2 separate regions of the Danio rerio genome follow, and region 2 is linked to region 1. Evidence: chromatin contacts called from public HiCAR-type data. All regions are on one chromosome and are shown on one strand. Each heading gives the region's core, a stretch centred on a gene start, on an enhancer-like site or on the middle of the called end of the contact. The rest is flanking DNA. Distances are from core to core; before and after follow the strand shown.

Region 1 (6,820 bases), core at 2,219-4,718:
AAAGATAGAATATATATATGGAAAACTTAAAAACAGAATAGCTGCACTTTATGTAACTGGCCTCAGTTGGACCACTGAAATCAGATGTCATAGACAGGGGCAATTGATTTTACAGGACGACAGGAACAATCTAAGATTAGAAATTAAATATTGCTATAAAATATATCCAGTATAATATTTCATGTTTCCTCATGATACAGTTCACCTAAAAAATGAACATTTTGACATTTATTCTGCAAGTGAACACCGCAGATAGTATAGAAACAGAAAACTTGTCAATGCTCAAACCACATAGATCCCTTATTAGCAGCTGTTTCAATAGGCTGCCAAGTGTAAACCATAATTTAAAATGGTTAAAGTCTTTCTGTGATCACTCACAAGCAATTTAAGTGTGAGTTGGTCTGGTAGCGTAGTTATATGAATGTATAAATACATTTGCATTAGATTTCAGTAAAATATTCTGCTAAACTAATACATACAATACCACGAAGGTGTAATATCAGCATTGTGTCTATTAGAAATATTGTCAACATGTATTGTAACTTGATTTGGCTGAAGAAACATTTTGGGATTTTCAGCAAAAAATATGGAGCGGTCTGCACATTTATCTAAATATCTACTTTTGTTTTGCACAGAAGAAAATGTGTTTAAGTAACATTTAAGGGTTGTATATTTAATGTTTGGGGTAAAAAATATAAATTTGAATATTTCCTATGGAATTGAAATTATGCTTTGTTTTATTGTGTTTGTCAAAGTGTTGTACAGTAAGTTCTCATTATTAGTAAGCACAACCCTGCCAAACACATATTACAGATAACAATTTAGTAATGCACAATCAAGATAGGTAAAGTATATGAATAAGTATAAAAAGCAAACAAGCTCAAGAGCTCCTGAAACTTTCTGCCTAAAGCTGATTGGGATAACCCAAGACTCAGCAGTTCTCATGGCTTGTGGAAAAAGAGAGATGTAAGTCTAGGATCCAGAATGGTTTTCTTTGGGTAGTCCCCCGTACTCAGTTGGAAATAAGATGTGCACTACATTTATTCGCCCTGCCTACTTGTGTCCGCCAAATTCCAGCAACCTCATTTTGGGAGCAAAGCATCTGGCTGATCTTCTTTAACTGTAATACACCAGCATCAGTCAGCTGCCACATTTCTCTCAGCTGCCTCTTTGGCATTGCAACACCTCACCTTGCAATAATGTAAACTTTTTTTTTGGTTAAATTATGACATATCTAAGATTGAATCTGATATCTATTCTTTTTCATTTTGAAAATTGTTTTGATAATAAAAAGTGGGAACTGTATTAAGAACTGACAAATTACGTCTACTAGAACCTCAAGTTTTTATGCATTCTGGGCAATGATTCACACTATTTTTTTGAGGGCCTGAAAACTAGATCTGGGCTTCCCAAAGCAAATTTTTGAAAATGCCAGGACAATATTCTCTGCGCAACTACAAGTTACAAAAATGACTTTGCGAAAACAGTCCTGTCATACCTGCAACATTTTAAAAAATTAAATAATTGATAACTGCTGGACCACACGTGAGCAGATGTTACATCGCCACCTACTGACATGGAAATGAGTGCATAATACAGTGTTCCTATTCTTTCTGCACACGCAAAGAAAAAACGTTTCCATTTTTACACAGTACCCTATAAATATACAAATTTATGGCCATGATGAATCATGTATAAGACCAGAAGCATTGATTGACAAGTAAAGTGTTAGGTTAAATTAGATTGATTTGATTGTAAACATTTTACCCAATCAAACTGAAACTAATTAAGCAAACAGAAAAAGGGCAATACTTGAAAAACTGGACAGCAAGACGTAAAAAAGGATGCTTTTCTTATTCATGAGTGGCGCATTAGTGCGTGGGGAACTAGAGAGAGAGAGAGAGAGAGAGAGAGAGAGAGAGAGAGAGAGAGAGAGAGAGAGATGATGCAGTTGATGAATAAATAAAAAGTGCACTTACTGAAATAAAAGCCCCTGTCTCCACACACAAACTGCAGCGTGTCTACAAGCTCCGCCCCGCACAGCGTCTCCGGCCCCGCCTCCAGAGTCGCGGGAGTCAACGCGAGGACGCACAGCACCAGTGAGAGGGTGTGGGTACTCGGGAGACAGCGCATGGTACACTGCATCCCAGAGAGAGGCAAACCACAAACACATTACAATCACACGCTGAAAAAAAAAACTAAGGACAGTATGCAATTTTATTGACATTCATTATTATTATTTTTTAATTAATTTTCTTCCTCACTTTTTATTCTTCATGCATGTTTCCCCCATATATGCTGTATTTCACTGTCTATCATCTGCACATTTATTACTGTCATTCATCTGCTTTTACACGTCTAACATCATGCAAAGGCAGGTGTCTGGATATTCTACTGATTAAAAAATAAAATACCAAATCTGATCAAATGCACCTGTCTATGCATAGAGTGCACTTTTGAGCGCGTGCATTTACTTTAATTGTGTTTCCCTATCAGATATTCTTTACTCCTCCATCCGCACACAATCTCGCTAAAGCAGCGCGTTATTTCGGAACACTTCTCCACAAACGCGCGCGGAAATGTCTCCAGCGCGCGCTTTGAAGCGCCTGGTTCTCGCTCGTGCCAATAGGACACTGCTGCTTGAACCAAGTGTCCGGTAAAAGAAGAGCGCTTTTGTAAAGCATGCATTTTTGGGGGTTTGGATAAAACTGTGGTTCACCTACATATACGTGAGGTGGAACTGGAAAGCTGCAAAGCCGCCAAACCCAAAGAGGAAGCACTTTACATAATAAAGAGAATATAATGCGCAACGCACAAGTACGCAGCAAAACCTTCAGTCCTAGCCCTTAATCATGTCGACTCAGCAATATTTACTTTTAAAGGACTGGATATACAAGTTGGTGACTAGTGCACTGCGCAAATGAACTCCCTGGTGCATCATGATATGACTCACCATACACATCATGCAATCTGTCGTAAGTCTGAAAAGTTTGCCATAATAGACTGCAGCTGTCAGATCTTTAACGTGAAATACTTTTGCATGCACTGACTAATGCGTAAAGACGCAGAGTAGTCATTGCTCATATTTAAATGTGAGCGCAAATTGTCTTCAAATATCATTCAGTTTTTATCTAAAATACTGCTTTAGTGAAAAATTAAAGCCATAATGGTAAGTCCAAAGTGTCTATTTGCTCTGAAAGGAAATAGGTTAAGTTACCTTAAAGACATCACACCAATGCCCCTGGAAGAAATGACCGCTAGACATCCCTTTGGGTCTCCAGCAAAAGCCCAGCAAAAATGAACTTGTTTGAAGTCATTAAAAAGCGAGAAAGAGGATGAGATGCGGGCAATGTCACATCTCAATATTCCGACTTTGTTCCATTGCGCAGGCTCGTTGTGGAGAAGTGAGATTTAGCGAACAGGAGACGGATTTGGAGAGAAAATCCCTCACATTTATCTACATTACAGAGACATTTTCAACAGGAAACAGCTGGGGCAGCATTTGCCTTCTCCGCTTGCTAAGTTACTCATTAAGGATTTTGGGCACCCTGTCAAATAACGTCATCTGTTTCTTAGAATAGGCTCGAATTTGGATCTTTCTAGGACTCACTAACAGCAGAAAAGATTGCACTGCAGAATGAAAGCGAATATGAGAGGTTGAGAAAGTGGTGAGTTTTTAGAGAGGGACAGAAGTTGAATTCAGACCGACTGCCGTGCGTAATTTGTACGGTGTCTTTTTTATCACCGCTCTATATTCTCAGCTGACTTATCTGTCAGTGCTGGTATTATAGCTGCTGTAAATTTTAAAAGGGTAACATATATTTTAAAATACATTTATATAGAAATGCCGTGCCTCAATAAAACAGCTGAGATAAAATAATTAACAAAACCTAACGTTCTTGTTTTAGAGTCTGTAAAAAGTATCCTAAAGTGGTATATGATTACGCAGCTCGAGTTAAATGCCTTACGCTAACACCTTTTAAACAAATGAAAATATATATTTTTATTCTGAAGTAATACTTATTGACACCTGTCAATCAACTGCGACATACATATGCACAGCCTACATACGCACGCACTCACCAAAATCCCTATAATGCCAAAGCAAACATCAAACATTTATTTATTTAGTTCATTATTTATTAATTCATTCATTAATTTTCTTTTCAGCCATAGTCCCTTTATTAAATTGGGGTTGCCACAGCGGAATGAACCACCAACCACCAACTTATCCAGCTTATGTGTTACGCAGTGGATGCCCTTCCAGCTTTACACACACACACACACACACACACACACACACACACACACACACACACACACACACACACACACACACATATATATATATATATATATATATATATATATATATATATATATATATATATATATATATATATATATATATAAATATATATGAATGAATGTATGTATGTATGTATGTATGTATGTATGTATGTATGTATGTATATATATATATATATATATATATATATATATATATAGCTGGAAGGGAATCCACTGCATAAAACATAAGCTGGATAAATGTATAATTAATTATTTGTAATATCCTTTTATTAACAGTATATTACAATTTTGGTGCCTACTCAAACACTTTTGACCACGGGTGCCCAAACTTTTTCTTATCAGGGTAATTTCCTAATTTATTAATATTGAAAAATAAATAGAAAAAATACTTCAATGATATTAATAATAATTTTTAATAAGTAATTTTTAATAAATAAGTAATTTTTTTTAACATTTTATTAAGAAATTCTTACAATAAAAACATAAACAAATACATTTAGAACACAATGGTGTTCAATGCTAAATACACTAATCAAGCTTAACCTGCCTTTGCCTTGATTTGCTCGTCGATGTCTTTTCAAGAGTTCATACTTAGCTGATGATTAATTGTAAGCAAGTTTGGCATGCTGTCCCGGGAGAGAGCCCTGAGCCCAAAAGGTCCTTGAGCCCTGGGCTCCCTCCCGTTTGCAGGGCGAGAGGGAAGCTTTGAGCTCAGGTAGATCTCGATAACTCCCCTTGATAAGAGTTGATGGCTAAAATGATTGCACAGAAACAACAGCAGTCCTGATAAAGGAATAGAACCAGTGACTTCCCACTGCAATGCAACAGTGCCAGCCACTGGGCCGCCCTGCCGCTCTGTGAAGGGAAATGTGGAGAGGTAGGGGTGGAAGGGAGGATTCTTTTAATCGAAGATGACTGTAGTGAAAAAACCTGGCTCTTTATAGTGGGTTAGGAATCGTCTGATTGGTGGATCATACATAGCTAATGCAAGACCAGCCGTGTTCAATCATAAGCACGTGATCCTCTCAAAATTAGTTTATAAATAAACTTCACATGTATTGCTTTCTATCTTCGAGTAACATTTTTAAAAATGTTCATGCACAACATTAAAATGAAACATTTCATTTCAGCTGACTTTTTTGTAGCTCAACAATGGTTATGTTAAATTAGAAATGACAATCTCTATTGAAGGCATTCTAATTCAGATTGGATGGCGGGCCAAATCAAAGGTTACCATGGGCCAACTTTGGCACGTAGGCCCTATTTTGGCTATCGCTGCTTTATACACTTTATAAGCTGTTATATTGTACTTGCGCAATTAAAACAAACATAGATATTGTTATACGTATATCTATGTGGTTGATGATTTACATTCAGTAGCCTACACTTATATTATTATTGTTATAACTATTGTTTAGGTGGTATTTCTAGGAAATTCAACAAAGAATGCCAAAGTAATCTGATTTCTACTGAAGCTTATTAGCATTAGTATATTCCTTCAAACTGATTGTGTTGTTCATTAATTTAAAGATTGCAGCTATATGCTTTCTGTTTATATTGCATTATGTATAAACTGTGGTCTGATATGTTAGGACACACCTGCATTGTTTTTTGTAAAATCCGTCCAAGGCTTTTTCAACCATCATCACTTTACATAGAGATGTGACAATGAATCGTTCTGATACGATTTATAAACTGAACCACATTATCCACACTCATCAGTGCGTACACGTGTAAAACACTGCAATAACATAATCGGAGGAAAAGAGGTTGTTGAGTATTTATTTGATATAATTCCTGTCTAGATGATTGATGCTTAGCCTGGCTTCTTGGGTAGGTTTTGTCAAAGCACGGTCTGGCTGACCTCAGAGGAATGAGCTCTCTCATTGCTTCGATGAACAGACAGTGCATTCACTGAGACTTGGGAGAAGATTTCTCTCCACTAATACCATCTCGTAGTTTGCTCGATGAGCCAATAGGAGTGCTTACATAGTATAGTCTCTCTCTCACGCTCAGAGAAGTGGTTGGAAGGGGACACGGCAGTCAATGTGGAGGGACATGTTAATAGATGGCCGGTATTACTGCTTCTGGAAGCTTTTTGAAACCACCCAACAACCTCCTGCTGTGTGTGGTCAGTGTTCACTGGGCAAAGAAGCTCGACTGGCACAGACGCTTCTCTGATGTTTTTTTTCTCTCTCCCTCTCTGTTTTCATCAAAGAACAATGCTCACTGATGGTGCCGGCAATGGGTCAGCCAGCAGGACAAGGCTTTGTCTAGTGGTTAGTGGTGTTGTTGAAAGATCAATGCTATAATAAGCAATGGCATACTGAGTGTTGATCTGACGCTTGCAGACTGAGGAAAAGAAATTAAGGTGGATTTTGCCACAAGGCATTAAATTAAAGGGATAGTTCAACTAAAAATTACAAATCTGTCATCATTTACTCACCATTTACTTGTTTCAAACCTTTATGAGTTTCTCTCCTCTGTTAAACACAAAAGAGCATTGACA
Region 2 (6,820 bases), core at 1,793-4,292, 43 kb before region 1:
ACCGTTTTATGGTTTTTAGGACAGTCTAACAGTATTCAGGTACAGAAATTGAACAATCAAACATAAGAAAACATGATCATCATTGTATAAACAATTAAAAAAATTATTATGTTAAATAATATCTTTATGTTTTAAGATTTAATAAATAACCTAAGCAATTAATCTAATTAATAAATAACCTTAATAAATAATCTAATCCTGTGGTTTGAGTATTGTAAATTTCTATGCTGAAACAATATATTGTGCAGCCCTAATGTAATCAGTGAAGTTTTAGGTAAACAGCAAGCTTAATTATTTTATATGATGAGTAACCATAAATTAACTGTCCCAGAATTCATTGCATGGCACATTACTAACGTGACATTACTATTGTTCTTTTTTATTTTATACCTTTTAGTCCTCTCATCATTTGTGTACTGTAGTGTTGTGTAGCATCTAATATTGATAATGGGTATTGCATGCTTTTGGTGTCACGTGTTACCCTGACGATGTTGATGCTAGCAGCTTAAATATAGAAATGTGTCTACCATACTTCAACTGTAATTTTGTTTTTTACATTTGACCATGAATTTACCATTATTTTATATTTATTGCCCATTTCATGAGCACTTGGAAGTCTTATTGACATACAATGTCTGAGGTTTACATTAAATACACGAAACCAAAGAATGTTGCATCAGTTCATTTAGCGTTTAGATCATGCCAAAATATTAATGCATGCTAGTTCACATACAATTCACCCTAAACAGTGCTCCAGATTAGCTATTTTTAGCATTATTAGTAGTGGACAGAGGGCTGGGTGATATGGCAAAAATCTCGATTAATTCTTTTCCATATTAAACAATGACAATATACTTTTCGATATCAGTTGTTAATGCTTCATTGATTTAAAAGAGTATCCCAACAATGACTGAAGCCACAAAAATGAGAGATTCCATTAAATAGCATGACCTATTTTTGGTGGCCGAAAATTTGGTGCATCTCTTGTATCAATCAACACACTTCTAGATTCCCATTGTTGTACGTTTCTGCTGTGTGATTGGATTATAGATCAATATAGAGTAAAAAAGTCCAGAGCTTATCATTGTTATCGACATAAATTTTATTGCTATTAGATATAATATCAGTTATTATCCCAGCCCTCAGTGGACAGGATGCCAATTGTCTCCTGGCGATCCACCATCCTGAAGGGTTTCTCATTCTCTTTTTCTTGATTATTAACCTGCAGTCAGGTAGCTCTTCAGGATTTGACTCTGCAAAGATCGGTCTTGTGTACTTACCTTAAAACGACAAGTGCCGACGACCACATACTTGTTTCCTCCGTATGCCAAGAGTGACGCAGGTGAGCCACAATCATATGGACTGAACTCCACTACGTGGACATAGTCCTCGCAGGGCACTGTGTAGCTTGCAGAGCGGACTGTATCATCTGGCATCTTCCATCAAATTGATCTTTATTGTTGAGAAGAAATGGGTTTGCCTAACCTTTCAAAAAAGTTTAAAAAAAAAGGAAATTAGGAAAACGTACGACAAAGTAAATATGCATTTTATAAGGAGAAAAACTAATTTGTAAAATATTATTCTAATGTGTTGTTATAGTTTGTCACAGTTATGAATAGTTTTGTTTCCTTCATTCAACACTTTTTAAATTATTTATTTCAATAAGAATGATCCATTCGACTGCCTGCTCTACCAAATGGATGACCATGTTTTGACAGTTTTAAATAATGACTGTTAATGTTTACACACACAGCATTGTTGGTTTACAAAAAAACTAAAAAATAAACAAACATAATTCTGTTGCTCTAATACACTTGGTTTTATTGTAAAAAAACACAAGAAAACATGTTAGATGAGAATCTGAAATATGTTTATGGCATACTTCAATAAATAAAGATGATTTAGTATTCAAATGTTTTATTTTGATCATATTTTTAAATAAATTGGTCCTATATATACTTAATATATTCTCATTTTTTCATAGTGTATGTATTAATTTCAGATCTTTTACCATATACCGACATATCTAGAGGCAGAGGTTCTCAAACATTCATTGAGTGTGTTAATTTACTTAGGAGTTAATAAATGCGATCAAAAAATTGAAATTTCTTGAGGCAGTTAAAGGGTTATAAGCAAACATACACATCATGTTACCGTTATAATGCGTTACATATAAGTTATAACACTTTAGATTTCTTTGCACACATCCTTTCATTTTACTATAGTATATTTCTTTCAGAATGCAGACAGCTGGCTAACGTGCAACGACTCAAGCCCACGAATAGCTCGCGCATGTAAATATGTATTAAAGATAAATATGACAAACCTGCAATAACTTTTACACATGTACGAACTCAGAAGGCAGTCTGGCGGAGTGATCTCTGCAGCATGAAAACACACACGAGCTGCTTGTTCTCAGCGCGCTTTCTGGTCACGTGATCGCGCGTGTTTACTTCCAGGTTAGTGTCGTCATCGTGACGTTAGCGCATAGAAAAAAGATCAGCTTTTAATTTTATTGAAAAAACAAAGACATTTTTTTGTTATTAACATCCAGTGTGGGACTTATGGAGTTGTATGCATTTTGTATTTTCGGAGATGTGTTAAATCACAAAAAATATACAGCATTTATAGATGCCAAGTACCCTTTTCCTGTTAGTGAGTATACTATATATGCTTTAAATACACACCGACGTTATAAACAAATATATAATGCACAGAATAATAGTTTAGTCTTTTACAACTAACGTTAAGAGCGTTTATTTATTTCTCTGCAGGAACTGAAATCACATAATCGGATTTACAGTCATGGGGAAATGACCTACACTCATATAAAAAGTGTTCTCGTGTTCCCCAACATCACCACATGAGTTTTATTTCTTTTCTTGTCAACAATCGACACGAATAACGATTTAGATTTGAAAGAAAACAGGACTGTTGTGTTGTGTTTATGACTTCCCGTTTGGAGGGGCGGGGCCAACGCAACTCCCCCTGTGATTGGTCTAGGCGTACTGGCATGTGGATTTAAATCTACAGGCAGCGGACCAGTTTATAATAACTAACATCTACTGGCGTCTTTTTGTTTTCCCCATATGGTTCACATTAGAGACCTAGGACGCGTCTAAATATCAGTTTTGGTAAGTTGACCTAGGAGGATTGAAGGCTCTGTTCCTAATAAAGTGTAAAGGGGCTCCTCTTGTTCCTGACTATTATTGTGATTTGCTTTATGTCTTTGGACTTTCTGTTCTAGCTCAGTGGTGGAGTTGGAAAGCTAGGTGATGCTGGCTGGGCTTGCATGTATGTTCTGCTGTCTGCTCATAATCATTTCAGTGCTGATCTGATCCATTTTTCTGGCCCTCTTGTACGTTTTGCAAAGATTGAATGTTGGTGGTTATGGAGGAAAGAATGAGAACGATGGCCAGGGTCTTCAGGAGAGAGTGCCACAGGGTGTTAGACTCTGAGAGAACCACTATCCAAGGGGCAGATGGGATGCTGATGGTCCTACAACTTGCTATAGCTGGAGTAAACAAGCAGGTAATGTTGCACTGTTAGATCGATTACCAGCAGTTAAAGAAAGTTATTTTAAAAAAAATATATTATTTTAAAATGTATAGCAAAACACTTGTTTTTGAGGTCTGTAAATGAGTGTTTTATGTAGATCAGTGGTATACATTACCTTTTGAGGACAGTAAAATTTAAAAAAATGATTTCAAAGAAATTATTGAAAAAATAACTTATTTTTTAATAAACAGCAACTATTTTCAAGATGGTTGTCAAGACGGTTTCAAAGATGTTTTTTTTTTCTTCTTGTGCATCAGATTTGCACATTACAATAGTTTCTGGAAGATCACGTGACACTGAAGACTGGAGTATGCCTATTGCTTGCTGCTAATTGAGCTTGGACATAACTTGAGTTAACATTTTACAGGTTTCCTCAATCATATCCGGATGCAGCCTTTATGATGCAAGCTGAGATTGCATCTCTCAGCGATGTAATGTCAGACACATTGCACTCAATGGAGCTAGTGAAGTCTCTGTGAGGGTTAAGGGGTAGGCATGGGCCAGTATAAGTTTCTGGCGGTATGATAAACTTGAATAAAAATACCATGGTTTCACAGTACCACAGTATTGTGATTACTGCTCTAAAATGTGTTTTTTTTTTATGTCTCGTAAAACAAAACAAAACTTTTTTTTTCCATTATACACAATTTATTATATTTTAAGAAACATTTATAAAATTTTGCAACAATAGAAATGTCAAGCTAAATAGTTTAAATAAATCATCTACTTCTGCTATCTAAATTAATTTCAAAAACAGATTTCTCTCAGAATTTTATTTTAACACCTAAAATACATTTAAAAAACATGACATATACATTGGGAACAGTATAACAGCACATTTTACCGGTATTAAAACCTTAACTTTTCCAAACTGCAGTAAACCTTGAAACTGGTTATCGTCTTATGCCTAGTACGGGGTGGGGTTAGGTGAGGCCATTAAAAAGCATTGCATGCAGCTCAGATTGCATCTGCACCAGGTTTGCATCCAGACCCCTCTCGGTTTCCTCCTGATCTTAATTTACCTCTTCCACAATTTGAGGCCTTAAAAGAGCTTTAATCAGAGCAGAATAATTAAATTTGAAGTCATGGACCTTATTATTCCATGCACTGTAAAAATAGTATGTTTTCCCCAATACAAGTAATACATAATTACTTCCATTCAATAAAAAAAAATAGTTAGTGATTAAACTAAAACAAACAAACAAAAACTGGTAAGTGTGGCTTAAAATACAGTTTATTAAATGTGGCTTTCATAAGCCTTTTGGGAGGCATTTTTCTTGCTTGTATCATTTTGATTCATTTCACTGAAATCAAGATTTTGTATAATTGTAAAATCTTGATTTAAGAATTCTTAGACATTTGCACTAGAAAACAATATTTAAAGACAGAAGGAAATTTCATTTTAATCTGTGATTTTGGCTACAGTAAAATAATTTCTTTATTCTAGTTTTTGTAAATAGTTATTTAGACATTAAAAAAAAAAAAAAAATATATATATATATATATATATATATATATATATATATATATATATATATATATATATATATATATATATATATATATATATATATATATATATATATATATATATATATATATATATATACATATATACATATATTAACTTAAATTTCCTTGCAGACGTTTACATAATTTCTTTTAGGAAATCACAGTTTTGACTCCTCTTTTTTGATCAAATAATTGTAGCATTATTAACATTTTTCAAAAACAAGATCTTACCAAGCCCTAGAATTTTGAACTTTGTGGTTTTACATGAACATCAAACATGGAAATTATTCTTTTTTTATTATTATTATTTAATATTTTATTTGATTATGTGAAATTTGCAGAGTGACTTATTCTCGGTGGAACAGTCCATAAAATAACGCTGACTAACACAAATTGTAATTGAAAAAATATATGTATAACCATTTTTCGGACTGACTGTTTTGTATATCCACTTTGTGGCTTTTTAAACTCCACTTTCCTGAACTTCTGCGATAGGAAAACCAAATCATTTCACACAAATTTGGAAGGTACATTTTGTTCCGTATCTGTACATTTTCTTTGGAGTGGTTGTGCGTAATGTCCTCGTCCCTGTGTTTGCTCTTTTACTGACAGGAACGTGGGGACTTTGGCGTTGCCTTAAGTGAAGTCTTGGCTGTCTGGAAGTACTTCCTTCTGGATAAGCTCCAGTTATCCCACAAAGATATACCTCTTCCACAGAGCTATGACCTCATCCGAAAAGAGTACGACTGCTTTTTGAAGCGCACCAATACTGTGGACCTGATTGACGTCTTCAGTATGTTCAAGGAGCTTCGGTTAAATGAGGACCCCGAGGAGCCCCTAACCACAGTGAGTGCTGCCAATGGGCCTCACGTTTAGTTGTTCTAACAGTCGTCTTTCCTAAAGATGTGTAATCTGTGTTGTATTCTCATTCAATATCTAGATGCAAATGTTTCAATTTCTCTTTGGAGAAAATGAAAGTTCAGAGAAACCAAGTCAACCAGTATGTCCTGCAACTCCATCCTGCAAGGCTGCAGACTGTAGTCCACAAGTAAGTGTTGAATTTATTAGCAGAAGATTGAAAATAAGGGACAGTTCACCCAAAATGTCAAATTCTGTCATTTACTCATACTCGCTTGTTCCAAACCAGTTTCTTTCTTCTGTTGAACCCAAATGAATATATACTGAGGGGGGAAAACAGCCAATGTCTTCCATGGTATGGGTTGTTTTCACATGACGTCATTGACATCGAAATTCAGACACACGAAATTCAGATGGAGGGCAGGAAGTGATTCCTCTAACTATACTCTAGCAGTATAGCCTATTATAGTATAAAGCAGTATAGCCTAAACAGAACATTGTAGTTTTACAAACATAAAGATAAGAATGTTTATAAATGAACATCACAAAAGGCCTACAAGAATAGGCTATATCCAATATTTTTGAAGGATTGTTATATTAAAAATCATTCAATAACTTTAATAAAACTTAATTTGTTTTTGAATTAGCAGGTAATCTATATTTTTTGTATGCTCTAAAAATTATTGGTTGTTTCAAATTGATTATGGGTTGAATATAACCCAACGACCGTATTGGTTACTATTGTACTTATGCCACTGGACTTAAGAGTAGATTGTACAAATTAAATTGCAAATACATTATAATTTGTCACGAGATTGTCTTGGATACAAAACACAAAGGATTAATTAAATCTGGCACTTTTTATTCATGCTGAGTTGTTACTCTAGTTTTC

What was found. HiCAR-type assays count read pairs that join an accessible place to other places.
Region 2: a HiCAR-type map of caudal fin shows a contact between it and region 1, with 3 times the contacts expected there. The contact joins the promoter of parpbp here to the promoter of igf1 in region 1. A contact is called at or near these places in 2 of 18 Hi-C or Micro-C datasets (caudal fin and hematopoietic stem cells) and 2 of 4 datasets of contacts at active chromatin or transcription factors (caudal fin and pancreas).

The regions. Positions count from the first base shown.
Region 1 is chr4:17,895,298-17,902,117 of GRCz12tu, reverse strand. igf1 (insulin-like growth factor 1) reads right to left here and starts at 3,468. Exons shown (of 5, transcript NM_131825.2): 1 at 3,218-3,468; 2 at 1,980-2,139. The coding sequence starts at 3,265.
Region 2 is chr4:17,937,834-17,944,653 of GRCz12tu, reverse strand. It overlaps parpbp (PARP1 binding protein), which reads left to right and starts at 3,042. Exons shown (of 11, transcript NM_001040380.2): 1 at 3,042-3,134; 2 at 3,374-3,531; 3 at 5,683-5,916; 4 at 6,011-6,118. The coding sequence starts at 3,379. It overlaps nup37 (nucleoporin 37), which reads right to left. Exons shown (of 11, transcript NM_001002619.1): 3 at 1,281-1,485. The coding sequence starts at 1,436.